Regions from separate parts of the Mus musculus genome. Here regions 1, 2, 4, 5 and 6 are each linked to region 3. The links are chromatin contacts, called in public Hi-C and HiChIP or PLAC-seq maps. All regions are on one chromosome and are shown on one strand. The core of a region is the stretch at or near the end of the contact, and the rest is flanking DNA. Distances in the headings are between cores, read along the strand shown. Region 1 has its middle 32 kb from the start of Gm35426. Region 2 overlaps Gm35426 (a long non-coding RNA gene). Region 3 has its middle 46 kb from the start of Gm35201. Region 4 overlaps Gm35546 (predicted gene, 35546). Region 5 has its middle 150 kb from the start of Gm35023. Region 6 has its middle 120 kb from the start of Gm35023.

The links. A called contact is a pair of places that touch in the nucleus more often than the background predicts. HiChIP or PLAC-seq counts read pairs in DNA pulled down with a chosen protein or histone mark.
Region 1: a Hi-C map of muscle stem cells shows a contact between it and region 3, with 2.0 times the contacts expected there. The contact joins two enhancer-like sites. A contact is called at or near these places in 1 of 15 datasets of contacts at CTCF or cohesin (the NIH/3T3 cell line), 23 of 484 Hi-C or Micro-C datasets (the C2C12 cell line, the G1E-ER4 cell line, the HL-1 cell line and 12 more), 5 of 115 datasets of contacts at active chromatin or transcription factors (differentiating embryonic stem cells, embryonic fibroblasts, embryonic stem cells and 2 more) and 1 of 9 other capture datasets (embryonic stem cells).
Region 2: a Hi-C map of muscle stem cells shows a contact between it and region 3, with 2.2 times the contacts expected there. The contact joins two enhancer-like sites. A contact is called at or near these places in 6 of 484 Hi-C or Micro-C datasets (the N1E-115 cell line, embryonic fibroblasts, muscle stem cells and 1 more) and 2 of 115 datasets of contacts at active chromatin or transcription factors (embryonic fibroblasts and pancreatic cancer cells).
Region 4: a contact with region 3 is called in a Hi-C map of the N1E-115 cell line, with 7 times the contacts expected there. The contact joins two enhancer-like sites. A contact is called at or near these places in 3 of 484 Hi-C or Micro-C datasets (the N1E-115 cell line, cardiomyocytes and cochlea) and 4 of 115 datasets of contacts at active chromatin or transcription factors (cardiomyocytes, differentiating embryonic stem cells, extraembryonic endoderm stem cells and 1 more).
Region 5: a Hi-C map of uterus shows a contact between it and region 3, with 2.6 times the contacts expected there. The contact joins two enhancer-like sites.
Region 6: an H3K4me3 HiChIP or PLAC-seq map of embryonic basal ganglia shows a contact between it and region 3, with 4 times the contacts expected there. The contact joins two enhancer-like sites. A contact is called at or near these places in 10 of 484 Hi-C or Micro-C datasets (the N1E-115 cell line, adipose-derived mesenchymal stem cells, cerebellar granule neurons and 6 more) and 2 of 115 datasets of contacts at active chromatin or transcription factors (embryonic basal ganglia and embryonic limb bud).

The regions. Positions count from the first base shown.
Region 1 is chr1:186,452,116-186,456,476 of GRCm38.p6, reverse strand. No RefSeq gene overlaps it. Among named protein-coding and RNA genes, the nearest start is that of Gm35426, 32 kb to the left of the region's middle. Within about 2 kb of position 1,901, at least 31 of the 459 cell types and tissues checked have an H3K27ac peak or open chromatin away from gene starts, as enhancers often do. A contact at or near this core is called in muscle stem cells and myocytes, where this site is marked.
Region 2 is chr1:186,477,386-186,481,318 of GRCm38.p6, reverse strand. All of the region lies in intron 1 of Gm35426 (a long non-coding RNA gene), which reads left to right. Among named protein-coding and RNA genes, the nearest start is that of Gm35426, 7.1 kb to the left of the region's middle. Within about 2 kb of position 2,563, at least 46 of the 459 cell types and tissues checked have an H3K27ac peak or open chromatin away from gene starts, as enhancers often do. A contact at or near this core is called in muscle stem cells, where this site is marked.
Region 3 is chr1:186,181,416-186,185,317 of GRCm38.p6, reverse strand. No RefSeq gene overlaps it. Among named protein-coding and RNA genes, the nearest start is that of Gm35201, 46 kb to the right of the region's middle. Within about 2 kb of position 2,522, at least 99 of the 459 cell types and tissues checked have an H3K27ac peak or open chromatin away from gene starts, as enhancers often do. A contact at or near this core is called in the N1E-115 cell line, embryonic basal ganglia, muscle stem cells and 2 more, where this site is marked.
Region 4 is chr1:186,608,052-186,612,288 of GRCm38.p6, reverse strand. All of the region lies in intron 3 of Gm35546 (predicted gene, 35546), which reads right to left. Among named protein-coding and RNA genes, the nearest start is that of Gm35546, 23 kb to the right of the region's middle. Within about 2 kb of position 2,153, at least 149 of the 459 cell types and tissues checked have an H3K27ac peak or open chromatin away from gene starts, as enhancers often do. A contact at or near this core is called in the N1E-115 cell line, where this site is marked.
Region 5 is chr1:185,771,266-185,775,594 of GRCm38.p6, reverse strand. No RefSeq gene overlaps it. Among named protein-coding and RNA genes, the nearest start is that of Gm35023, 150 kb to the right of the region's middle. Within about 2 kb of position 2,269, at least 16 of the 459 cell types and tissues checked have an H3K27ac peak or open chromatin away from gene starts, as enhancers often do. A contact at or near this core is called in uterus, where this site is marked.
Region 6 is chr1:185,739,966-185,743,991 of GRCm38.p6, reverse strand. No RefSeq gene overlaps it. Among named protein-coding and RNA genes, the nearest start is that of Gm35023, 120 kb to the right of the region's middle. Within about 2 kb of position 2,186, at least 31 of the 459 cell types and tissues checked have an H3K27ac peak or open chromatin away from gene starts, as enhancers often do. A contact at or near this core is called in embryonic basal ganglia and muscle stem cells, where this site is marked.

The sequences.
Region 1 (4,361 bases), core at 652-3,151, 270 kb before region 3:
ACAAATAAGCTACCTAGACTGGCAAGATGGCTCAGCAGTTAGGGACACTTGCTATGCACTCAGATAACTTGAGTTTGGTTCCCAGCACCCAAGTCAGACAGCTCATGGCTACCTGTAACTCCAGCTCCAGGGATCTGATGCCCTCTTGTGGGCTCTGTGAGCACTGCACTCATGCACATCTGAATACATCTAGACCAGTACACATAAATGAAATAATAGAATAAATCTGAAGTTTAAAAAGTGTTCCTAGGACTCCACTGATGACCTTTCTAGAAGATTAAAATACACCAGCTTCATAAATGTAACCATCTCTCGCTCTCGCTCTCTCTTGATATAAATAAAAACATACATGCTAAGTTTATGTGTATCTAAAAATCTGAGAAATTATATGTGTATACTTCTACAAATTATGTGTTCATACATACACATATGTAAGATATGTTTTTGGAAACACACATGCACAGAGGTCAAGCTCTCAGTCCAGACCTACTTTCTGGTTTCAGGAGAGGTACAAAGGGAGCTAACTTAAAGGGGGAAGAACGGTTCTCATATCATTTCACATGAAATCCAGGGATGTCTGAATTTTTATGGTCTTCTCAAAGGATCTTCAGCCAGATTTTGATATCCCAAGACGGTGAAGGAAACATGAGTGTCTGGGCCCCCACCTTACCATCCAACCTTTCTGAGGCTGACCCATCACATGCAGCGGTTACCAACAAAACCAATGGACACCTGGAGCAAACAAGACCTTGAAGACAGGCAGCCTTATGTTTCAGTTCCTGTAAGAAATGAGCAATTCAAAAATATTTTCTTTTAACTGAGTTAAAAATAGTTGAAACTGAAATAGATCATCCTATGAAACACTTACAGGAGTAGAAATGTGTATTTTACCAACTACCCCCACCTCCGCAGCCGCCCCTTTTCTTCCCTTAAAAAAAATGTGTTGTATTAGAGGAATTGGGCCGCGGCAGCCAGGATGGAATGTTCACCATGCCACTGGATGGCAAATTGGAGGGAAACATGCCTTTCATCTTAATTATAGGCTGGAGAGGGCAACGCTCAGAGTTCTCTTCTACCATGAGCAGAGGAACTTTCCCAGGGTATTTTTTGTCTGCATTTCTGACTCCTATTGGATTGCAAGCTTATCCATGTGACCCAGCAGGGTCCACTTGCCATAATAAGTTTAAAAATATGCCAGAAATGTTTTCTTTAGTGCAGCCTCTGAGTGTCAAACATGTAAGTGATGGCACCCCCTCCCCTTGCGACTCTGCTTCACCTTTTCCCAGAAAAACGTCTCTTTGTTAGAGACCTATTCTTTCTCACTGTTATTCTTCTAGAAGGTTCGATAATCTGTGGATATGTTTGTACATGGAATGGTTGTAGAACTCCATTCCTATGTCTCTGTAAAATGTAGCTTTTGACTGATAGAATAATTGAAGAAAGCATTGCATGCCTTTGGAAGACATAGATTTTCTTTTCTTTTCTTTTCTTTTTATTTTTAGATATAGATTTTCTTCTCCCTCTTTGAGTCTATTCCCAGTGACTCACCTCCAGTCAACTAGGCTCTTCCTACAGTGGGAATGTGTTGGCACTGAGTCATCTGTTCTCTGGTCAGATGTTCTCAGAAGTAGTGAGTTGTATCTAGATCTAAGGGTGATGGTCAGCAACTCTCTGAGTCCAGCTAACTTTAGAAAAACATAATTAAGTGATCAAAAGCATGTCTTTGGTGAAGAAAAATTGGACTAAGGTGATTTGATGCTTTGATGATATTTAGTTGACTTTATTTCCTAATATTATGTCACCTGCATGTTGGTTCTATCAGGTTGTTGCAGAAAGGAAATTTAAGACTGTGTTTGATGTATTTGGCAGTGTTGGGGGTTATTTTAATGAGAAAATCTGTAACCACGGGCTTGCAATCGACTGAGCCAAATGGCTTAAGCAGAGCTCGAGTTTCACTTCTGTGACTCTGATAAAGCAGCCTGAGAAAAAGCAGCTTGGGGTGTGTGTGTGTGTGTGTGTGTGTGTGTGTGTGTGTGTGTGTGTGGAGTTCGTTTTAGCTTACTGTTCCAGGTTATAGTCCATCATAGGAGGAAAGTCAAGGCACCAGAGGCTTGAAACAGCTATAGTCATACTATACCCACAGTCAAGAGCAGAGGGGGTGAGGGGAGGAGAGAGGAAGAGGAGAGAGAGAGATAGAGAGAGAGAGAGAGAGAGAGAGAGGGAGAGGGAGGGAGAGAGAGAGGAATACATGCATGCCCACTTGCTTGCGAGTTCTTGGCTTGAATTCTTTCCCCTTATACAATTTAGGATCCCTCTGCTAGGGAGTAGTGCTACCCACAGTGGGATGAGTCTTTCTTTCTTGATTAACTTAAGACAAGCTGTCAAGATATACTTATAGGCCGAGCTGATATAGACAATCCCTCATTGAGTTTCCTTCCCAGGTGATCCTAGGTTGTGCCAAGTTGACAGTAAAAGCTACCCATCCAAGATAGTTTACATAATCCCACTCAGAAATAGGCATTCGATGAGGCAACCTGAACTTAGAGAAACTGACAGCAGCAACTGCATGTTCTCTCTCCTGTGTGGATCCTAGCTTATAATATGTTCATGAGCATATACAAAGAGCTATAAGTATGGGTGTGGGACGACACGAATATAGGTGGTGAGGAAGGATAGAGTGTAGGCACAGGGCACGAGTCCTGGATGAGGATATAAGCCTAATTGTTCTACTGATTTAAACTGTCACAGGTTTTGTTGTTGTTGTTTGTTTGGGTAGCAAATGCTTTACAATGCAATGCATCATGAAAAGTGTAAAACCCTGAGTGAAGCCCATGGCTTCAGAACGGCCATTCTACCTGGACAGAAGTTCACCGAGATACACAGTTTGGGACTGGGCAAGTTTTTGCTTGGATGACTATCTTAATCTAGTTGTATGATATTTTCACTGGTGGGTTCATTACAATCCAGTGATGTTATTAAAATAGATTACCAAATCTACATATGAAAGTGGGAGGGGGTAGGAAAATCTTCCACCCGCTGCCTGAGGGACTACTGTCAATTGTTAACTTAAGAGTATAGTCTCTGAAAAATTGACCATATTCCAGTGGAAGACCACCCATCCAAGAATATTTAGGCTATATACATTGGCCTTGATGAGACTAAAAAACGGGAAGAGGGTGTGTCTCTAGGAGAAGTTGGGAGGAGGGAGTGTAGATATTAAAATACATTGTACAGATTTCTAAACTACTGCTACTACTACTGTTACACCCCCACTCCCACAACACACACACACACACACACACACACACACACACATATATATATATATATATATATAGAGAGAGAGAGAGAGAGAGACAGACAGACAGACAGACAGACAGACAGAGACACAGAGACACAGAGAGAGGCAGACAGACAGATACACACACATACAATGCTTTCATTTTGATAAGGATAGTGTCCCAGTATTCTGATTCCTAGATATCATTATCACTCACTCTGTTTGGACCAGTATTTCTCAAATAGGATCATTGTCAGGGCCACCAAAAGGCATTTCTCAATGCCCAGAGGTGAGTCTTGTTGGAATACCTAACAGTGGTAGGAATAGAGGCTACCACAGTGTTGTTAAATGTTCTATTATACAAAGACTATCCTTCATAACAAAAACTTACCTGGTTTAAAATATCAACTGGTGTAGAGACTGAGAAACTGATTTAGAATGTAAACTCTACTGTGTATTGTTTGGTCTAGAACTCTGTCAGGGTTACTGAGAGAAACATGCCTGCCTACCTATGAAAATCTCATCACTCCTCATTCATTCCAGGTCCGTTTGAATGCTACCCTCCTTTGAACTGAGTGTTATTGGTGCCTGAGTTAGGCTCTTGGGTTTCTGAAGTCAGCGATCTTCCAAAGAGGCTGTGAGGGAGGTGATGTATAAGGAACAGACGAAAGAATTAGCCAAATCTTTCTGATGGGAAATGCATGCATTTGCCCAGAAATAAAGTATAAATCTGAAGCTGAAGGGGGCTTACTGCCACTTCTGAGGCTTAGGGAGAATTTTCCACACTAAATTCGTCCCCAAAGCAAGCTTATATTTTCACCGATTTAAGGAGATTTTACTAGTTTGTGGTAATGTGTAGACTGGCCTGTCTGCAGAAGAGCTGCCTCTTTTGCTCAAGCCAGAAGATGCCAGACACTGGAGATGAAGAGCCAGAACCAAACTTGCAGAAATGATCCTCATTTAAATAAAGATCAAAAGATTTACTCTTGTTTTGGAGTTTAAAGTTTTTAAGATTTCTCTTTTAATTCTGTAAAAGTATCATTCTTCCGAATCGGTCAGAGTTTTAGCCTCTATCTTTAAA
Region 2 (3,933 bases), core at 1,314-3,813, 300 kb before region 3:
CATGGGTTAGATTACATACGATTTACTATTGATTTTGAACTCCCCTTAAAGCCATTGGAATACCAAGGCAATGTCTGGAGACAGCTCTACAAAATGCTCATACTATTATAACAACACTTCATGAGCGTCTACCAGCTATCATGTCAGATCATCATATTAGGTTTTATTTCTTACCAAATTTAGTGCTATATCTAACCAACTTATAGAGTGAAGGCTTTAATCTCCTTTGTGAACTGGGGCTGAAAAGAGAATTCATATTGCTCACAATTGTACAAATGAGAGCTAGCTGTGGTGACTTAGCCCTATAATCCCTCTTGGGATTAAGACTTCAAGACCACTCTCTGCCACCTGGTACGATCAAGACTAGCCTGGGGCTGCATACACCCTTGTTTCAAATCAACCAATCAATCAATCAAACAAACAAAAACACACAACTGATATTTGGTGTGAGAGGCTTAAGTTCAGTCTTTTGTCTGTCCACACCATTCCAGTCATCCTGACGGTATTCAGTATTTATTAATTTTTTCTTTTCCTTGTAATTTCTTAATTTGAATCCTAGGATATGCACCTAAAAGAGGCTGAAGAGATTTACTTTTCAAACCGAAGTTAATTTGGGAGAATGATATCAACCTAGGCCCGGTCTTTGAACCTGATTCCAGAAACTGCCAGTAAAGTTGACGATCATTCCAAGTTGACGATCATTCCTTGGTGAGATGCTTGCTAGGAAAATGGTTTAAGAACCCAGTCGACAAGTGTCAGTACAGTATGCTCTATTCACTGGGCGATAATCAGTGCCCTGAAGTTCTAAATGTGACTTTCAGGGGACCTTCAAAAGAACAAGTTAAAGAATACTTGGCTCTGCCCTTTTTGAGTGATGGAGAAGAGCTTATACCTTGTTAGATTCTAGATTTTCTGGATCCATAACCCTTTAACATGTTAATTTGGTGTGTGTGTGTGTGTGTGTGTGTGTGTGTGTTCCTCTTAATATACATACTCCAAAACTTTTGTGTTTATTTGGGTGTTGAAAGACTTTGCAATGTGTTGTTTATACTACTAAAACTGTTTCTTTGGATTCTTTCCTCATAGTTAAAGGGCAAAGTTCTGCCTAAGAGCAAAACTGCAGGAAGCAGAAGAGATGACGTTAGGCTCCATGCTCACCTGCCTTCTTGACCCACCACTCCTGGCCTTTCATTTGTCTGATTTATTACTTCTTGTTTGTCCCTGTGACTCTCTGTCTTTCTCTATCTCTGTGTCTCTCTATCTTCATCTCTCTGTGAGTATGTATGCTCTCTCTCTGTCTGTCTCTCTCTCTCTGTCTGTCTCTCTCTCTCTCTCTCTCTCTCTCTCTCTCTCTCTCTCTCTCTCTCTCTGTGTGTGTGTGTTATTTCTCCCTTCAGTAGCAGTGATGTGAATCAGGTAGCTAGCTTTCATAGTCAGGATGAACAATAAGTATCTACCTTCTACACTGCAGAATCTAAATGAAACTTAGACAACTGAATTCCAACTTACACATTAATGTTAGGACTGATGGTATTCTGATGATGACAGGCAATATTCCTGTTAGGCAATTCCTCTTATTCTGTAAATATTAATTTGCAGATAGTTTTGGTTAATTGGCCATGTTGGCATTGAATCTTGTAGTTACTTTTTGCTGAGTAGTTAAGTTGTATATATATTTTTAAAAATATTTGTCGGGCTGGCGAGATGGCTCAGCCGTTAAGAGCACCGACTGCTCTTCCGAAGGTCCTGAGTTCAAATCCCAGCAACCACATGGTGGCTCACAACCATCTGTAATGAGATCTGATGCCCTCTTCCAGAGTGTCTGAAGATAGCTACGGTGTAGTCACATATAATAAATAAATAAATCTTTAAAAAATATTTGTCAGTGGTATCTTTAATAGGATTCAAGTACACTTAATTTCTTTTAATGTGTCTGGACTCAGTGGTCCACAAAGTCCTTTTCTGGAAGATAAGCAAAAAAATCACTTAGATGTAACTTTGTGATCCAACAATCCTTCTACCTCCACGTATTTGGAAATCTGAACCACCACGTCAGATCTGGTGTGACTACCTCTTAGGTTTATAGGACATTGATTAAGACACCAATGACTTGCCTTAGATTTGATTTTGATTCCTTTCAGAGGCCTTCCATGCATGACTCCAACGTGATTGTAAGCTAGTACTTGTTAAGTTCACTGCAAGGTGAAAGGTCATTTGTATGATTTGTAGTGTCAGTGGTCATGCAACTGCCTGTCAACATCTCTGGCAGCTCCGCAGCTCATGGAAAATTATGATACCACACGGAAGCCCTGGCCCTCTGCATCTTGTTTTGAGATTGTATTTATTTCAAGAAGTTTTAATTACATTTATTTATAAATGTGCATGTAAACAAACACACACAATTGAACACAGAGTTTATAAATAGCCACAAAACCATTCTAATTAAATGTCACATGGATTGTAGTGGGAGAGAATCAAGTGGGGCCCTAGGGCTTTTACTGCTTATTTCCGGTTTCCTTCTCTCACAGGACTTTGCTTTTGGCATCTGGATTGTTGACACGGGTGACTAAGCCTTGGCTTGGAGGGCGTTCCAGTCTCCAAGTTGCTGACTTTTGCTTTCCACCTGGGAGCTGGGGTCATTTTTCCAAGTCACGCTGCATCCTGGTTCCCAAGAAGGGATCCTGGGTGGGAAGGAGGCTTGGATCAGGAAACCAGGGCTCCTCAGAGGCAGCTTGCTGCTGTCCTGGGCTTGAAGTCAATGTCCTGAGAATATCCATGGACTCTCTGGGCTGGTCTGAGTAGGAATGGCCCCATTAGACTCATGTGTTCGAATATGCTTGGCATTAGGGAGTAGCATTTTTTAGGAGGTGTGGCTTGACTGGAGGAGGTGTGACTTTATTGTAGGAGGTGTGGCCTTGTTAGAGTATCACTGTGGTGGTGGGGCTTTGAGATCTTAAATGCTTAAGCTATGCCCAGTCTAAAACACATATAGTTCTCTCCTGCTGCCTGGGATCAAGATGTATACCTCTCATCTCCTTCTCCACCACCAAATCTGCCTGCATGCCACCATGGTTTATGCTGTGATGATAATGGACTAAGCCTCTGCAATTGTAAGCCAGCCCCAATTAAATGTTGTGTTTTGTAAGAGTTGCTGTGGTCATGACATCTCTTCACAACAATAAAACCCTAACTAAGACACTCTCAAACTGCCTTTTAAGAGGCATCTTAAGACTGGACCAAGGGTACAATCAGCTAATTAAAAGAAGCATAAATTCAATTAAACACACACATTTTTGCTCATGAGCCAGCAGTTAACCAGTTTGGCTATTATTTCAAACCTTGATTTGAAGCAAGATCTTAGACAACAAAACCCAGTACGCTTGCTTTGATTAGCTTTGAACAAGAAAGTCATGCTGAAAAAAAAAATGAGTAGATTATATGAATTCATTTAAATGACAATTTTATTTTCATTCTTTCTGCCAATGGTTTGGATCAAAATTTAATCCTTATATAATTCGTGACCTGAATGATATTTAAAATATGAATCACTTCAATAGTAAGAGTCTCTAATAGGTTAAAATATGGTTGGTTGTGGCACTGTGGCTAAGGTATCTAAGTTGATAGAGTACTTATTCAGCAAGGCTGAAGTTCTGGGCTCCATCTCCTGCATTGCATTGATGAGTTACAGTGCACCCTGTAATCAGGAGGATAAAAAGCACAGGGTTATCCTTGGCTATTTGGTGAGTTATAGGCCAGCCTGGGACACATAGGTCACTGTCTCCAAAACAAACCCAAAAACAAACAAACAAAAAAACAAAAGGAGGGAAACTATGACTATAGTTTTAGTTAAAGGCTGAGCATGTTACTGGGTGATAGTTTCTTGCTAACAGACTTCCCAGCTTCCCTTGATGCCTGCTAACCAGTTTTGGAAGG
Region 3 (3,902 bases), core at 1,273-3,772:
GGGCTTTCTGCCGCTATGACTGCCCACGTGGAAGACTTCACTCCTGAGCTCTCTGTTTAAGAACTGAACTTAAACTTGGGTGGGTACTAGGTGAGACAGGATCTTGGGGGACTTGGGAAAGGGGAAGAGTAAGATCAAGTATATGTAAATTTAAAAAATGTTTCAAACAATAAAAATTGAAAAGGAAAGACTGAGTGCGCAGCGGTGTGTGCCCAAGTAATATTGGTGATTTCTTTCATTTACTTGCTTTTGCCTTGTGTGTGTGTGTCTGTCTGTCTCTGTGTGTGTGTGTGTCTGTGTGTGTCTGTATGTGTGTCTCTGTGTGTGTCTGTGTTTGTGTTTGTGTATCTTTGTGTTTGTGTGTGTCTGTGTATCTTTGTGTCTGTCTGTGTGTATCTGTGTATGTATCTGTGTGTTTGAGAGAGAGGCAGAGAGAGAGAAAGAGAGAGAGAGAGAGAGAGAGAGAGAGAGAGAGAGAGACTTTGAAATAACTTGTAATTTAGTTACATTTTGAATTTTAAAAGCAGAAAAGATTGGCCAGCTATCTGAGGTAAGCTGTATAAGATTCCATTTCTAAAATAGTGATAAAATTCTTTAATGACGTTTCAGAGTAATTTGCACCAAAATTTGTTAGTTTCATTTTACTTTCTTAGAAGGAGTAATTATAAGACTAAATGAAAACACACATGAACGAAAACTCCTGACAAACCAGAATAGTATTTCCAGGGAGAAATGATGTCTAAATAAGATGGCTTCCATATCCCCATGTGTTATAATATTGCAAATATTTATGCTCAAGGTTTGCATCTGTGTGAGGAAAATAGAGTCATGAGGAGAATCAAACAGTTGTTATTACTCTTTGGTTTGTGTTTTAAAGACACACACGCACGTGCAGACACACACACATCACATATATTTCCTTTTTGTGTCTGGCCGTTTTTGATATAGAAGACAGTGTCAGGGGACTCTCTGGGACTAAAGTTATATACAGATGTTCAAATTATAACACTGAAACATGGGAACAGTTTTGTTCCCATCCTTAGAGACTGGCCCTGGCTCTCTACGTACAAACTGATGTACTCAATTCCTGATTTTTTTTTTTTTTTGGTTGAATTGTCCACATGCATTATAGCAGTTGAGGGATTTTATTCTCATATCTAAACCTGTTGTCAGAAACAACTCTTGCCTTGTGCCCTGTGTTTTGTTCAATGTGAGGTGCCTGAGTTCCCTGGGCAAGCACTCATTGTTCAACTGGATCACCAGTCTACAGAGAAAGCAGCTCTGTGACCAGGCTGAACTGGCTGACTAAGGAGCAGAGATATGAAGCTATTCCAGGGGCAGAGAGAGAGAGAGAGAGAGAGAGAGAGAGAGAGAGAGAGAGAGAGAGAGAGAGAACTATGTAAAAGTAAAAGCAAAGGAAAGTGGGGGGAGGAGCGGGGAGGGTTCGGCAGCCAACAGCTTCGATGGAGAAAGCTAAGTTCAGAACCAGTCATCCAGATTGGTCTGCGGCTGCTCACAAGAACAGTAAGGTTTTCCTTCCTTCTCTCTGAGTGGGAACAGTGTCAAGACAGGCATTTGTACATGATCGTTGCAAAGGGCAAGCAGAATAGCTCAGTGGGTAAAGAGCTTGCCAGGCAAACGTGAGGACCAGAGTTCAGATCCCCAACCCCTTAGTAGAAAAGTCAGGTGTGGTGTCATTCTCTGCCCTGAGGAGCAGATCTAGGCAGGTGCCTGGGGCTTATAGACCATTTAGACTCATTGGTGAATTCCAGCGCCCATCGAGGAGGGAATTTGTCTCACAAATCAGAGTGAAGGATGCCTCGCCACCTCCCAGTGCGGAAACATGTTGCCACGTTATACAAACCGTCCCTTTCTCTGCCTGTCCATGTGGTTCATCTGCCCTGTGCATCTCAGAACAAAGAAAAAAAAATCTTGCAGGCTGGTTGTAAAGGTTTTGTTCACAGAGGCTGGCCCCAGGGCTAAATGGGTGAGTCCTGCCAGCCACCAAACCTAGCCTGTATACCTGTATACACGTGCAGCATTTCTCTAAGCAAACTGTTTCCTTAATATGGTAAAATCTGCGGCAGCCAAGGGGAAAAACCTGTGATCTCAGAACCCAAAACTGATGACGGAGTCACAGCCCCATATTCCTGAAAAGCACTCAGGCTTTCTTTCTGATCAAACCAGAAGCAAGCAGGAGAGCTGGGGGATGGGGGCGTGCTGTTCACCGCTCACTCTCAACAAACTCTTTCTCCCGTGAGGCAGAGAGCACAGTGGTTTAATTCACAGCTTCTGGGGCTTTTAAAAAATACTAAACCATTCAAAAGTTTTCTATACTAACCAGCGTATCTAAAGATCCACAGGGATAAATAAACGCGGTGAGCTGGCAGGGGCCTTCGGTGGCATAATGACTGCTGGTTATAAACAGTAAACAAGATATAATCAGCAAGCACAGACGACTGCCCAGTCACGCGGGGCATAAATCATTAGCCGAATGACTTCAGCAGCACTGTCTCCGAAGCAAAATTAAGCCGACGGTTCCCCCTGTGGCAATAATGAAGTACTGTAATGCTGGCATAAATAAATAAGTAACCCAGAGAAGAAGGCTTTGTTGTGCCTTGGAAATGATCGAAGGTTAACGTCTCATAAATAACTGTGTAGCGCAGCTCTCATCTCGGGGAAGCCCTTTGCAGGGGTCAGGAGTTAGGGAGGACGTTGTTGTCTACTCCTGTAGACATGGAGATAGGCACGGTGCCTGCTCCCACAGTCCCTGCAGCTAGCGTGTGCTGTAGGTAGGGCATGGAGTCGCTGACATATTACCAATCTCAAAATGACAAATTTCTCTCTACTGTAAAGGCAGATATCATTCACTGATTCAGAAAGAGCCAAAGAAATGCTAAGCAGAACACAGGACAGAGAGAGGACAAACCTCTAGCTGGCCAGGGGCTCTCAAGCTAGATTGCCAACGACCTGAAAGGGAAAAATTTTCAATTCTGACTTTGGCCACAGGACCCAGCCATATGTCTTCCACATTCATTTTGCTGAGTGCCAAAGTTCATTTAAAAAAAAAAAAAAAAAGAAAGAAAGAAAGAAAAAAAGAACTGGCTAATCACTTGTTCCTCTTGGATAAGTGAACTTGGCTATGGGACGTGATCACACAAAAAGACTCCAGGGAACATCTTGATCCCTGGCTGTGCTGACTCAATATCTTGTATTTCTCACTCCAATTTCTTTATCTGTTTTACGAAGTCAATATAGCTTTATCACCATCTCTGAAAAGGAGAGATCTGGGCGAACTGCTGTGAGCTCGCTGACTTGTAAACACAGCCACATTTGTATCTTTTCACAGTGCTGGGCTTTATTAAATAACAATCAGCTAGGTTGGTTTTATTGGCAACATTTGTCAAGGAGTCCCAAAGTCTCCAGGTAGCTGGCTGAAGAAATAGGTTCTTTTATTCTAAGCTCAGATCACACATTACAACAGCAATTATACCACACACACACACTACACAGTAAATATATCAATACTATATAGACATAAAACTTATGTTAGGTTACACATGGCTACCACTGCAGAATTCTACACTGTACAAATAGCAAACAGAGAGAACAGTTAAAACAGACTGTGTCACCAGTGAAGGCAAATCAAGCTGAAGACCCTGGGATGCTGGAATGTTCCCTGCCTGTTGTCCCTTTAAAGCACACACAAGGTATCAGGTGACAGATCAGCAGAGTCACCACTGTACATGGCAGTATTATATGTTCCAGGTGAGGAAGTTTCCTCTTTCCTAAGGCTGGGTGCTTTCCTGATATGATTGAAATAAGCTCATGTGCTTAGATCATCTCAATGTACCTTAATTACATATGGTAGCATGTTTTCTCCTTCCAGGAACCAATCATTC
Region 4 (4,237 bases), core at 904-3,403, 430 kb before region 3:
GACTATGTACAGACGCCTACAAAAGAGCTATCACAATTCCTGTCATGCCACGAGGAAAAAGCATCAATAAACAATGGCCTACATGGAATGACACACTGTGACCTTGGTTCCTTTTCCCAAAGGATGTAGCCGGAAAGATTCTGGCCTCAACCCCAGAGGATGTTACCATATTCTGGCTTTGGCTGAGATGCTTAAACAGTTACGTGAGCTCCACAGATTCAGCTCTCAAATTCTATAAGATGCTTGTTACATGTCTGTCTCAAACATTCCAGTATCTGTATTTTAAAAAGTACAATGAATTGAATAAAATGAATTTTAGATATGGTATATCAAAATAATTATCACTTTAAAATCACACACACACACACACACACACACACATATATGCATACATATATATGTGTATATATATATATATGGAGAGAGAAAGAGAGAGAGAAAGAAAGAGAGAGAGAGAGAGCTTGATTACTGAGAAATCTTAAACTCGTTTAAGAGTCCTGTCTTTAAGATTTGCTGTGTACGCTATAGGTGTAATATTGCAACCCGAGTGGCTACAGCACTTGTGCCCTGCCACCACATGTTGGTGGTGGCTAATGGATCAGCTAGCACTCCATTGCTGCTACTGAAAAAGTGAAACAGTTACATAGACATATTAGTGAAGAATATAAAATTTCTGAGCTGACTGTGTTTGCTATAGCTTTTGACAAGCTGATACAAACAAGAACCATCTGGGTAGAGGGAACCATAATTGCTTCCATCAGACAAGTCTGTGGAGCATTTTCTTTATTAATGATTGATGTGAGCAGGCCAACCCACCATGGGCAGTGCCACCCCTGGGCAGGTGGTCCTGGCTGAATAAGAAAGCAGGTTGTACAAGTTATGGGGAGCAAGCCAATGAGCAGTGTTTCTCAATGGCTTCTGCTTCAGTTCCTGCCTCTTTGGTTCCTGCCTTGACCTCCCTGGCCTGACTTCTCAGGGATGATCTGTGGTCCACACGTGAAAGATGAACTAAACCGTCCCTCATTCCTCTCCAAGCTGTTTTGGGTCATGGCATTTATCACAACAACAGAGAAGCACACTAAGACACTGGGGAGAGTCCTGTAAAGTCAAGGTCGGTCTGAGTTACGGTGAGTTCCAGGACAGTTGTGTCTATATAGATGTTCTGTCTTAAACCAAACCAAACCAAATTCATGAGTCAATTGGCTTACGTCACACGGGTCTTAGGAGAAGCTAAGAACACACCACGAAGCCGACAATGGTCCTTGAGTCTGTGTCTTCATGTACTATGCAAGCCAGCACAAAGACATATGAAACATGGCAGGCCACATGTCCATGTCTGTCGAAAAGTATCAACCATACTTCTGTAGTACTGTTTCTTCATGTGCCCATGCAATAGACATGTGTTACTAGTATACAATAGCTCATTTTATTCAAAGGATAAACAATCTAAGACCAATAAGCAATGTGCAGAGCTTGGCGGGGTTAAATATAAACCAAAGGCCCTTTCTCTGTCAGGTCATTAGAGTGCTAGCATGTGTCTGCAGTTTAGAACCTGGATGGTGGTAACTACTGGCTGGAAGACTTTCTTAAAAGAGGACCCCCAGGAACAAAGCGTGTGGCACTTACTTAGGCAGGTGTCCAGCATGGCAGCTTAGCCATAGGTATAGGAATGGTACTAGATGAAACATAGCAGGCCACACCTCCACGTCTGTGAAAAGTATCAGCCATATTTCTTTAATACTGTTCCTGCAGATGCCCGTGCAATAGATATATGTAACCAGTATACTAGTTACTAGTCTACGAGTATGCGCCTAGCATATTTGGGATAAAATTCAGTTCCTTGTACTGAGTTTCCTCACGGTGGAAAAGAGGTCTGGCTCTAGAAACAGTTCAGACCCTGCTTTTAGCTTCAGCTTTGTCTTTCTAAAGTGGATGCATTCATGCCATTCAGGCTTATGAGTCTTCTCTTCCTCTCCTAGAAGGCTACAGAACAAGGCAGAAGAGCAGCTTGTGATGCCAGGGCAGTAGAGGCGACCGGTGTGCAAAAGGTAAATGTTCTTCTTTGTCACAGGAGGGGGATTCTAACACAGCCATCCTGAGAGCCAGGGGCAGATCTCTGCCTAGTCACAGCAGGGTGCACACATAGCTGTCCGATGACTCACTACCAAATGCTTCCTAAAAGAGACTCCTTAAGTTACCGTAACATTTCAGAACGGTATTTATAGTGCCAATAGAAAAGAGGTGGAGCCAGGGACTTGGAGCCTCTCCGCACCCTTGCTTTCCTGCCAGCTAGATCTCTCTGTCAGTTTCCAAACCTTCTTTGTTCCCTGACCGGAGGCAGACACTGCAACAAACAGTCTCCTGATGTCCGGGGGGGGGGGGGGGGGGGGGGGGGCGTGGCAGGGCTCTACCCTTGCCGCTATCCCACCAACCCCCGAGCTGGACTCTCCAGTCTGCTCTGCATCTCGATGAAGCTTTTCTCTCTGTTTATTAGCAGTTCAGATGCACTGTCTGGAAATAAGTGGGCAAGCCAGTGGCTGTTTGTTCTGGTGTTCTTCCACTATGAATGATATGTTTTGGTGGCTTTCCATTTGTTACCTAGGATATGACCAAAGGAGGCAGGGGTCTGCTTGAGAGTCCTGGAAGGCTATGAAGGAGGGCTTCCTTGTTGGTAGGATGGGCTAATTGAGTTCTTGATTAACCACTCACTGGCCCCTGCCCACCAGAGCTCAGTGTCCTCCCAGAACACCAGGACTTCTGCATACATATTCTTATTTTAGCTCTTCCCCGGGGGACACATAAATGTATATATCTGTCTACCACTATGCTATGGGATTTTATAGCAATGGCTACATATTAGTATTGCATCCATCACCATTCAACTCACACAAATGGGTGGTCTTGTGAAAAATAAGCATCAGGTTTGCTGCTCAGTGCCTACTGTATCAGATCCATTTTCTCCATCTTAGCTTCGTAACCTCCCAGAGCTGAGCAATACAGTGGTCATTACCTACAGTGGTTACAGATGAGATGGCCGACTCCAGAGACATTAAGTAATGTTCTCTACAATCTCTCTGATTGTAATTGGTGAAGCTAACATTTGCATCTCTGGAGGTCTTATTGTTTACGATCTCCTTCAGTGTCTCCCGACTTCCTTGTGACTGTGACAAGAATGTTTTCCCAGTGTGAATTAAACTAGGAAGATGTGTGTTTGTTGTTGTTGTTGTTGCTGTTGCTGCTGTTATAATCAGGTCTCTCAGTGTAGTGCTGACTAGTTTAAACTTCAAATCCTGCATCCACGCCTCAGTGCCTAGACTGCAGAATTACAGGTGTACACCAACATACCCAGCTTAGAAAACATATTTTTAAAAGAGACTCCTGGACTACATGGGGCATGAAAGCAGAAAGCTCACTGGGGAGCTGGAGGGAAGCAGGATTAGGACAAGAATCACGACATTTACACATTTCTACATAAAAATGTCATAATGAACTCCATTTCTTTGTCTGCCAGCATAAAATAATACACAGAAGTGCAGTATCTTAAAAAGATAGTGCTCCTCTTTGAAAGAGAACACTTGAAGACTTAGTACTCCAAATAAGTTAGTAATTCCATAAAGAGTTTTGAAATGTATTATCATTATGGATAATTTCAAACAGAAACCAAAGTAATAAGAACAGTACAGTGCCTCTCCCTGCTACTCCCAACTATGGCTGGCCTATATCTCTACTTACATTCTGATTTTTTCCCCCCACTGGATTATTTTGAACGTAATACCAGATTTTGTCATTAATTGACAAGTCTTTTTTTTTTTTTTTTTTACTGGCTAGGGTGCAGTTTCTGGAATATAATCACGCCCAGATGATTTGGATAAAAGGAGCAAGAGAAACTGGTTTCTTCCAAGGTTCAGAACTATACACCCACTGTTCTTTCTAGAGTGGGCTGAGAGCTCATGCTATCTTTAGAGTCCATTAGCTCTTTAGGAGTAGCAGATGTCCTCCTATCGTAGTGCGATGTGGGAGACCTGTGAGACAGTACTCCTGTGTCTGAGTGTCTTAGACAGTTCTTAGATGGACTCAGGGCATGGGACACACAAGGACTCCTCTGCTGAGAAGCCTGGGTCAGCACAAGTAAGGGGCACTTTCAAGAGGCATTACTTTCTTTTCTGTTATAGATTTCATATGCGATAATGCAAGGAGATGTCACTCTTTTCAGACACCGGACAAACTTTCAGAGACT
Region 5 (4,329 bases), core at 1,020-3,519, 410 kb after region 3:
ATATGGGTTCTAGGATTTTCTTGTTTGGTTGATTGGTTGGTTGCTTGTTTTGTTTTGTTTAGAATTCAGTAACTTTTTTTTCTAGATCTCTCTCTCTCTTGCTGTCTCTCTGTCTCTCTCTGTCTCTCTCTGTCTCTTTGTCTCTCTCTCTCTCTCTCTCTCTCTCTCTCTCTCTCTCTCTCTCTGTGTGTGTGTGTGTGTGTGTGTGTGTGTGTGTGTATACAAGACATAGGTGTGTGGGTAGGTACAGACTAAAGGTCAATGCTGGGTGTCTTCCATTATCATTCTTTGCATAAACTGCTGACATGCCTATTCCATGGTACTGTTAGAGGGAAGGTTTTTATTGTAGCTCTAAGAGGACAGCCTGGGGCATCTGGAAGAGTCTGGAGCAGAGAAGAAACAGAATGAGCGTGGCCAGCAGTTTTGACCTGGCCAGGGCTATCTGCAAGGGAGGGAAAGGCGGTATGGGGAAGAGAGGGAACAAGGCAAGAACAGTAGGCTTAAAGAAGGAGGAGCTTGCCTGAGGAAGGGAGCTGGAGGGAGTGGAGGGTGGAGGAGGAGATGAGAAGGGCTAAGAAGCTAGCATGCACTTGGAAACGTGTAGCAGGGACTTGGGGTCCTGAGGAGTCCTGGAGGCCAGCATGAGCTTTGATGTGCTAATAGGTACCACAAGTGACCATTTGCCCCTTCTGCCAGCGGTAAGAGAAATGACTCCTTTTGGTAGAGGAACTGGCTTCATGAGTTCCTGAGGAATGCTGCCTTTTATCTAGCTGCCAGAAATCCTCCGCTGTCCAGGTTGAGCTCATTTCTGGATCTTTTAGAGTTTGGGGAATTGGGGTTTCCTTTGGAACTGACTCTCTCTCTACCTTATATTTTGAGACAGAGTCTCTCACAAAGCCTGGAATACAACTAGATGGCCAGTGAGCTCCAGGGAGTCTTCTAGCTCCCCACCCCCACCGGCCAGCATGGGGAGTGCAGATGTGCACCACTGAGCCCCTCCTTCCTGTTGGTGCTGTGATCTAAACTCGGGTCCTCATGAAAGCACTTCACCAGGGGAGCCATCTCCCAGGTCTCCAGATGTTCCTCTGCAGGGAAGTGGTTTTTCACAAGTTAGCCTTCAGATGGTTTGGTCTTTCCTCACTAAACCCTTTCTCCAACGCTGGACAAAGGGAAACCATGCTAGAGAGTTCTGCTTATATAACTAATTTCATTTGACAACTACAACACATGCCAAATATTTAATATTTCACAACCCAGGATTTTTATGAAGTCCCTTTATGTTTCAACACAGTACGGCATTCAAAGACCATCTGATCCTTTATCCAGCCCCTTACATCCCAAGGGTGCAGTTAAAATTCTAGGGGGAAGAAGCAAACTGCTTCACAGAATAGCATCATATCCAGATCCTCCCGTTTATTCCTCCCCTCCCTCCTGTTTTCTCTGGGGTGGCCAAGTCAATACCCTAGGCAATTCATTTTTACCACCACTCCCAGGGGCTGGGAGAAAATCCCTCCTTTGATCTGAGAATGATTGTATTGAATCTTCTCAGTGCCAGCAGCGTTGTAACAAATGGCCATTATCTGAGATGAGAAAATGAAGGAGAAAATGCTCTGTGATCTATAAAATCCTAACTGCTGGTGATTGTTTTATTATCGTTAGTAATTTATTTGTTAGTATTGTTATTGCTGCTAATAAAGTGATCCCTCTGCTTCCGGGCTCTATGGTCTTCATGCTGGCTCATACAATGCCTCGGGAAGATTTTTAGATGCTTCAGGATAAACAGGGGAGGAGACCTTGTCTCCAGCGGCTCCGAGCCTCTGGAATGAGTTGCCAGATTACCAAGAGCCCACCGTGCCAAGCTGCTTCTAAGAGCAGCTTCCTTCTGCTGGAAGCGTGGGTACTGTGTTCACACATTCTCCCAGTGAAAGGAACTACCTGTGGGGATGAAGTCTCCAGCATTCCACCGTCAAGACCCATCTCTAGACCTAGAACAACATAAGGACTTGGCCACCTTGCCCCTTGATCCTCCATCTTCCTCTCTAAGCCCTTTCCCCCTTAAGTTCCCCAGTCAACTCTTTGTAATTCAGAATCACACAAAACACCCCCCACCACCACCACCAAGAAAAGGTTATGAGTCAAGTGAAACTCTGAGTAAGCAAATGTATCTGGCACTCAGAGCCATGGAAAGTCGCTTCTACCGCCAGAGGTGGTTAGCCGACTCTGCCCATAACTGTCCACAAGACAGCTCCACAGAGCAACCCTGATGGGTTCAGACGGGTGGAAAGGGAAGTACTTGAGAGGTTTTTCAATAAATAAGCCTGTGTAAGTCCTGGTGTGTAGGGATGCCAACTGCTTTCTCAATCGGAACCTTAAAAAGCAAAAAATAGAACTTTAAAAGAATAATTTATAATGATCAAAGATAAAATAAAATATTCTAGAAGAAATGTAATTTCAGGGTGAGCAGCTGGTTTTATGAGGGAGATAATGCCTGCCTTCTTTTTTCCAGGACTATAAATGCATTTTTATTTTATCTTTGCCCCAGCCCTAGTGTTGCTACAAAAACCAAATGTTATTCAGAAAATTATTCCATCTTCCTTCTAGGGGTTACTTGGCAGTATCCTTTTACAGACCCACCTTGTGCTATGTAGAAGCATGACTTGAGGATGCCCTGAACAACTGCTACGTATCAATAGCTCCAATCTTTTACTTTTCCAAACAAATGAAGACTCAGCCCTCTCTATCTGGGGACAATCTGAGTTGGGTCCATGTCTGCCATTGTGTGGCTCATGTTTCCTACCAACTATTAGCAGAAAGGGCAGATAGGGTCCTGGCTCTTTCAGTTGTAGGGAAAGGCTAATTTTTAAAATGTCAACTAGAATATAGAGCCTGATCTGGAAGCAGTCATTGTAAAGTCACAGGCTGTTCTGAAATGTGTCCAATAGAAACAATAAACCTGGCATGTGGCATTCTGCTCACGATAACTCCTTGGAGTATTTCTGCAAGTTACTATTCCAGAGCAGGGAGATGGAAGCCACACACAGAGGTCATCTTCCCCTGGTTACTCCCTTTGTCATGAAAGCTAACTCATGAAGATAGATATAGATATAGATGATATAGATGATATAGATGTAGATAGAGATGTAGATAGAGATAGAGATAGATATAGATATAGATATATGGTGAGCAAGAGACATGTGGTGTGTGTGTGTGTGTGTGTGTGTGTGTGTGTGTGTGTGTGTGTATGTGTGTGTAGGACAGAAGTCAACGTTTGGTACCTTCCTTGAATGCTCCCACCTTCTTTCATTGAACTGGCTACTCTGTGACAGGATCGACTGCCTGGCCAGGCTAGTAAGCTCCTGGATTCTACGTGTCTTCATCCTTACTACACCAAGGTTAAGATCTGCACTTGATCATCTCTAGCTCTCTGATGTAGGTGCTGGATATCTGAACTTGGGTCCTCCTGCACAGACAAGGAGTGTGTTAGACTAAGCCATCTCCTCAGTCCCTCATAAGGATATTTTTATATTGGGCTGTATTTTTAAAATTCCATTCAGAAATAGGTTTCCCAAGTCCTATGATAAACACTCACCTACTAAATTTAAAAGATCTACCCTTTGATAAGAAGAATCCACAGAGACCACAACGATGTTCACATAGATGACATAACTAACAACTAGGAATGGAGAAATAAAGAAGTAATAGTTTATCCTTAAATGGATGCCCAGTCACTCAGAAAATCTGCAAGTTAAAAAGGTCCTCTTGAAGAGAGAGTGAATGATGACTTCAGAAAAATCAAAATACATCAAGAGAGACATCTAAGAGAGGAATAATGGGTGGATGTTTTTTGAGTGATTTTTAGGTGCCAGACACTGATTTAATTGCTTTGTTTGTATGAATGTATTAGTCACAAGGTCAGAGCTAAGGAAATGCAACCTAGTCATTGGTACCTGAAGTGGGGGAGGTCAGGAAGGATTGTTAGAACTCACTGAAATATAACACATTGAGTGCATGTTGTGAGTTGGAAGACAACTTGCTATGTTACACACACATGCACACACACACACACACACACACACACACACACACACACACTTCAGGTGCCAAAGTCTTTAGGGACAAGCAGCATCCAGGGATACAAGCAGCAGCCATGTTAAGGGGCCAACCATTACTTCCCTGCACTAGCTCTGTTTCCCTAACTCCTCCTCAGTATCAAGGAGAATTCTAGAAGAAATATCAAAATATCCTAGGGATTGACCTCTGAGGCAAACAGGTCTGGCCTTCAATATTAGGTGTGCTACCATTTATTAGCTTTGGGGTTTGAGGTAAATT
Region 6 (4,026 bases), core at 937-3,436, 440 kb after region 3:
GTTTGGCTGGGCCCAACCACCTGTCTCAACAGTTCCACAAATGTTCACAAATACACACACACACACACACACACACACACACACACATAGACAGTCAGACATATATACATTTAGTGGATGGGCCTGAGTCCCAATAGCCATAGATATACATTTGGTGGATGGGCCTGAGCCCCAAATGCCACACTTTATTTCTTCTCTCTAGCAATTTATACCTTTGACAAAAGTTCTTTATAAATTTACCTCACATAAAATGTTACATAAGAGGGGAAGTTACAGAAGGATGTCAATAGTAAGTCAAAGCTGCACTTCATTCTATAAGATCATTATAAGTTCAAAGCAACAGTTATATATAGACTTGCTTTGTCATAGTGTACACCTGTGGCTTCATCCTTGGATCTGACCTAGAATAAATGTTTTTCTTTGATCACAGATCTACCACAGCTTATTTCTCTTCTTAGTGTAACTTATGAAAGCTTATTGCATTCCTTATTATTCAGCCTTTACTTACTATTCTATGAGGAGGGGCACATTCTATTCTTGATTCTAACTTTGTTACATCTTTCTGACAAAACCATCTCATTAAACTTTCTTCTTAAAATTATTTGAATCAAAGCAGGAATGCTATGATTAATTCACCTAATAAAAATTCATCTTCATGTTGATCAGCAGGAAATTTGCCCAATAGGATGAGCTGATGCCCAAAATTCATTAGGCTATGTAATAGTGACAGGAAAGGCATGTCAGCAGCAAGAAGCAATTCTGGAATGAGGTATCCAGGGCTGTGCCTCTCCTGAGTGCACCCGATGCAGTCATACAGAATGTGTGGCCATCTCCAGGAAACTTACCTTGCTTGCCATACCCTTCCCTAGATGACCTCTGTAGTGGGTTGGTCTGATGCTGCTTGTACTCTAATTCTAAATACTGGTTCCTTGAGATGTGGTTGCCCCCAAAGAGTAGATCCTCCTCAGGTACTCAAGGGTACTCAAGTGATGCTATGTGAATCTTCTCCTCAATCTAACTGATCAATAAAAGTCTAGAACTTGTGATTGGACAGTGTAAGGAGTAAGGTGGGACTGGAAGTTCAAAAGAATGTTGCAGGTAGGGAGAGAGGAAGTTGGTGGAGGAGGAAGCCACCATGGACCAGAACTGCACAGCCAGGAGAAACAGCAAGTAACAAGGGGCTTTATAGCTGGGGAATAAGTTAGTATAGCCCTAGATTTGCAGAAGCTAGACTGTGGCTTGGAAATAAAATTCCTGGATTGTGTGTCTTTTATAGAGACGTATTAGGATTATAAATTCCTACTATACCTTCTGTCAGTGGAACTATTGGGAAGTGATGGAGCCTTTAAGATATGATGCCTAGGCAATAAAACCTAGATTATTGAAGATGTGCCCTTGGAGGGGACATCGAGAGCCTTGCCTTGTCCTGCTTTGCTTTGCATCCTGGTCACTGTGGGCCTAACAGACCATTCTAAATGACCATAAATTGAAATCTCAGAAACCAAATAAGATTTTTCATCTTTGTGAGTTTGTTATCTCTGTATTCTTGTCACACTGATGGAACAGTAACACACTGTCAATCAGAAGGAACAGCAAGAGGACTGGGAAAGCAGGCCCTTGGAGCTAGACAATGGCTGTGAAAAGTGAGCACTGCCCCTACAGGGACCTGAGCTCAGTTCCCAGCATCTAGGCCAGAAGATTCATAGCTGGAACACTAATTCCAGAGGTACCTGATGCCTCTGGCCCCTGCATGTACATGCCCTGCACCTCTGCATGCATGCACAAGCACACACGATTAAAAATAAAATAAATCCTTTAAAATAAATAGACCCAGAAAGAGGTGGGGGTTATCTATGTTGGGTTGGAAGTGTATTTTTAGATCAGGAGATCATGTTGTTGCCACTTCAGTTTTTAAACATCCTAAAGTCATCTCCCAATCCCAGTAAATCAGATCTGAAGGAGAAGTCTGCTCAGGTACAGCACTGTCCTAAACGTTCCAGCTATCCCAGAATACAGCCAAGTTAGAGAAACAACAGCTCTGCCATCAGCATCTAGGGGAGAGGCAGAGGTGACAGAGAAAAGGCCAAGCTCTGCACCGGCCTTCCCAGAGCCAGTTCCACAGCCTCTGGAAGCCCAATCTACAGCACTGCTTATCCACGCTCACACACTCGGGTTGGCACTCGTCCTGACTGTTTCTAATGCTGCCCAGAGGGCAAACCGTTCCTGCAAGCGATTTCAGTGAGTCAACTGAGTATGCATAACTGAAAAGTTGCAGGCACAGCAACCAAGGCAGCCTTATTCAAAGACAAAGAGCTGTAATGAGAATAGACTAGAATTAGCCTCTGCTCAATTTCCAAGGGTAAAGAGCAACTGCCTCGCGGCCACCAGTGAGCCCCGCAGATGCCAAAGGCTTGGCATGGGCTAGGTTCAATTGTTTCTAAGGAGAACAGGAAATATTTATTTAGGATTAGAGGCAGCTGCTTCAATGGGACAGCTGGGGATGCTGGAAGATATAATTAAGAAAATTGTATGAGGGAGGTCTGGAAAGAGACCAGGAGGCAGGGGAGACTAGGTAAAAGTTGTTTGTATTGGGTTCTTCTGTGGGGGCAGCTGAGTGTTACTAGGCACTTAGAGGAGAAAAAGATAAATATGGCATCTAATTAGCAGCTGACTTGGGGGGTTGCGAGATCAAATACAGGGAGAATCCTATTATAGCTGCTGCTGTTGGTCCTCAAAACCCTCTTGTTGAGTGACTGCACCCATCCTAATGAGTGTCTGCTAGAGACAAAGGAACGCTGGTAACTCTGTCTCCGCTCAAGGCTCTTTTGCCTCCCCTTCTAGAAGGGAATGCCCTCTCCTAAGTCAGTGGCATTTGGGAAGGGATCAGCTGTTAAGATTATCATCATCAAAAAGTATGCCAGAATTACCAGAAATAAAAGAACTGAGCTGTGTGGAAAAAGAAAAAAAAAAACAATGACTCTTTTTGTTTTCTGGCCATATAAAATTTGAATTGTTTTAGCAAAATAAGGAAGTAACTCCTTTGCCATCCCACCTTCTGTAACGTGTATAGACACTGAGTGGTTGTTTCATCCTATGCTGGGACACACCACTGTCTTTTGTATCAAGTTAAAACTGATTCAATAAAAGAGAATTTATTATCATTTTTTCTGTGATGGATGTGTGTGTGTGTGTGTGTGTGTGTGTGTGTGTGTGTGTGTGTGTGTGCGTGCGCACGCGCGTGTGTGTTTCCTACATGTGTATATGCCTGGTCTCATGGTTTGCCTAGATGTGTATATATGCAAGCACACATGGGTGTCTTCCATGATAGCTCTCCACCTTTTAAATTGAGGTAGCATCTCTCAATAAACCAAGAACTCACTGTTTCATCTGGTGCAGGTAGCCTGCTTGTGTGGGGATGTCCTGTCTCTGCCTTCCATATGCTGGGCCACCACACCAACATGACATTTTAAAAAAGGTATTCACATCTTTTAATCAAATTACACTGATGCCTTATAAAATGTGAGGTTCAACATTTGTTTTCTTTTTAAAATATTCCTGAATCTCTGTTTTTTAAAAATTGTGTATTTATTTGATGTATATGAATACACTGTAGCTGTCTTCAGACACACCAGAGGAGAGGGCATCAGATCCCATTACAGATGGCTGTGAGCCGCCAAGTGCTTGCTGGGAATTGAACTCAGGACCTCTGGAAGAGCAGTCAGTGCTCTTAACCACTGAGCCATCTCTCTAAGAACCAACATTTATTTTCTTAGAATCAGAGCACTGGATAATTTCAAACACAGTTACTTGGCCAATAGATAATATGTACCTAAATAAAATATATGCAGAACTATAGATTGCAACTCACCAGACTTTCTTTTTTCTGGCTTTTGAGACAGGCTCTTATTATGTATTGGGGGCTAGTCTCTAATTCACAGCCATCCTACCCCCAGCCTCCTGAATGCTGGCATTCCAGGCATATCTACCCCACGTGGCATTTTTCATGGTCTTCATGCTTTTTTGCAA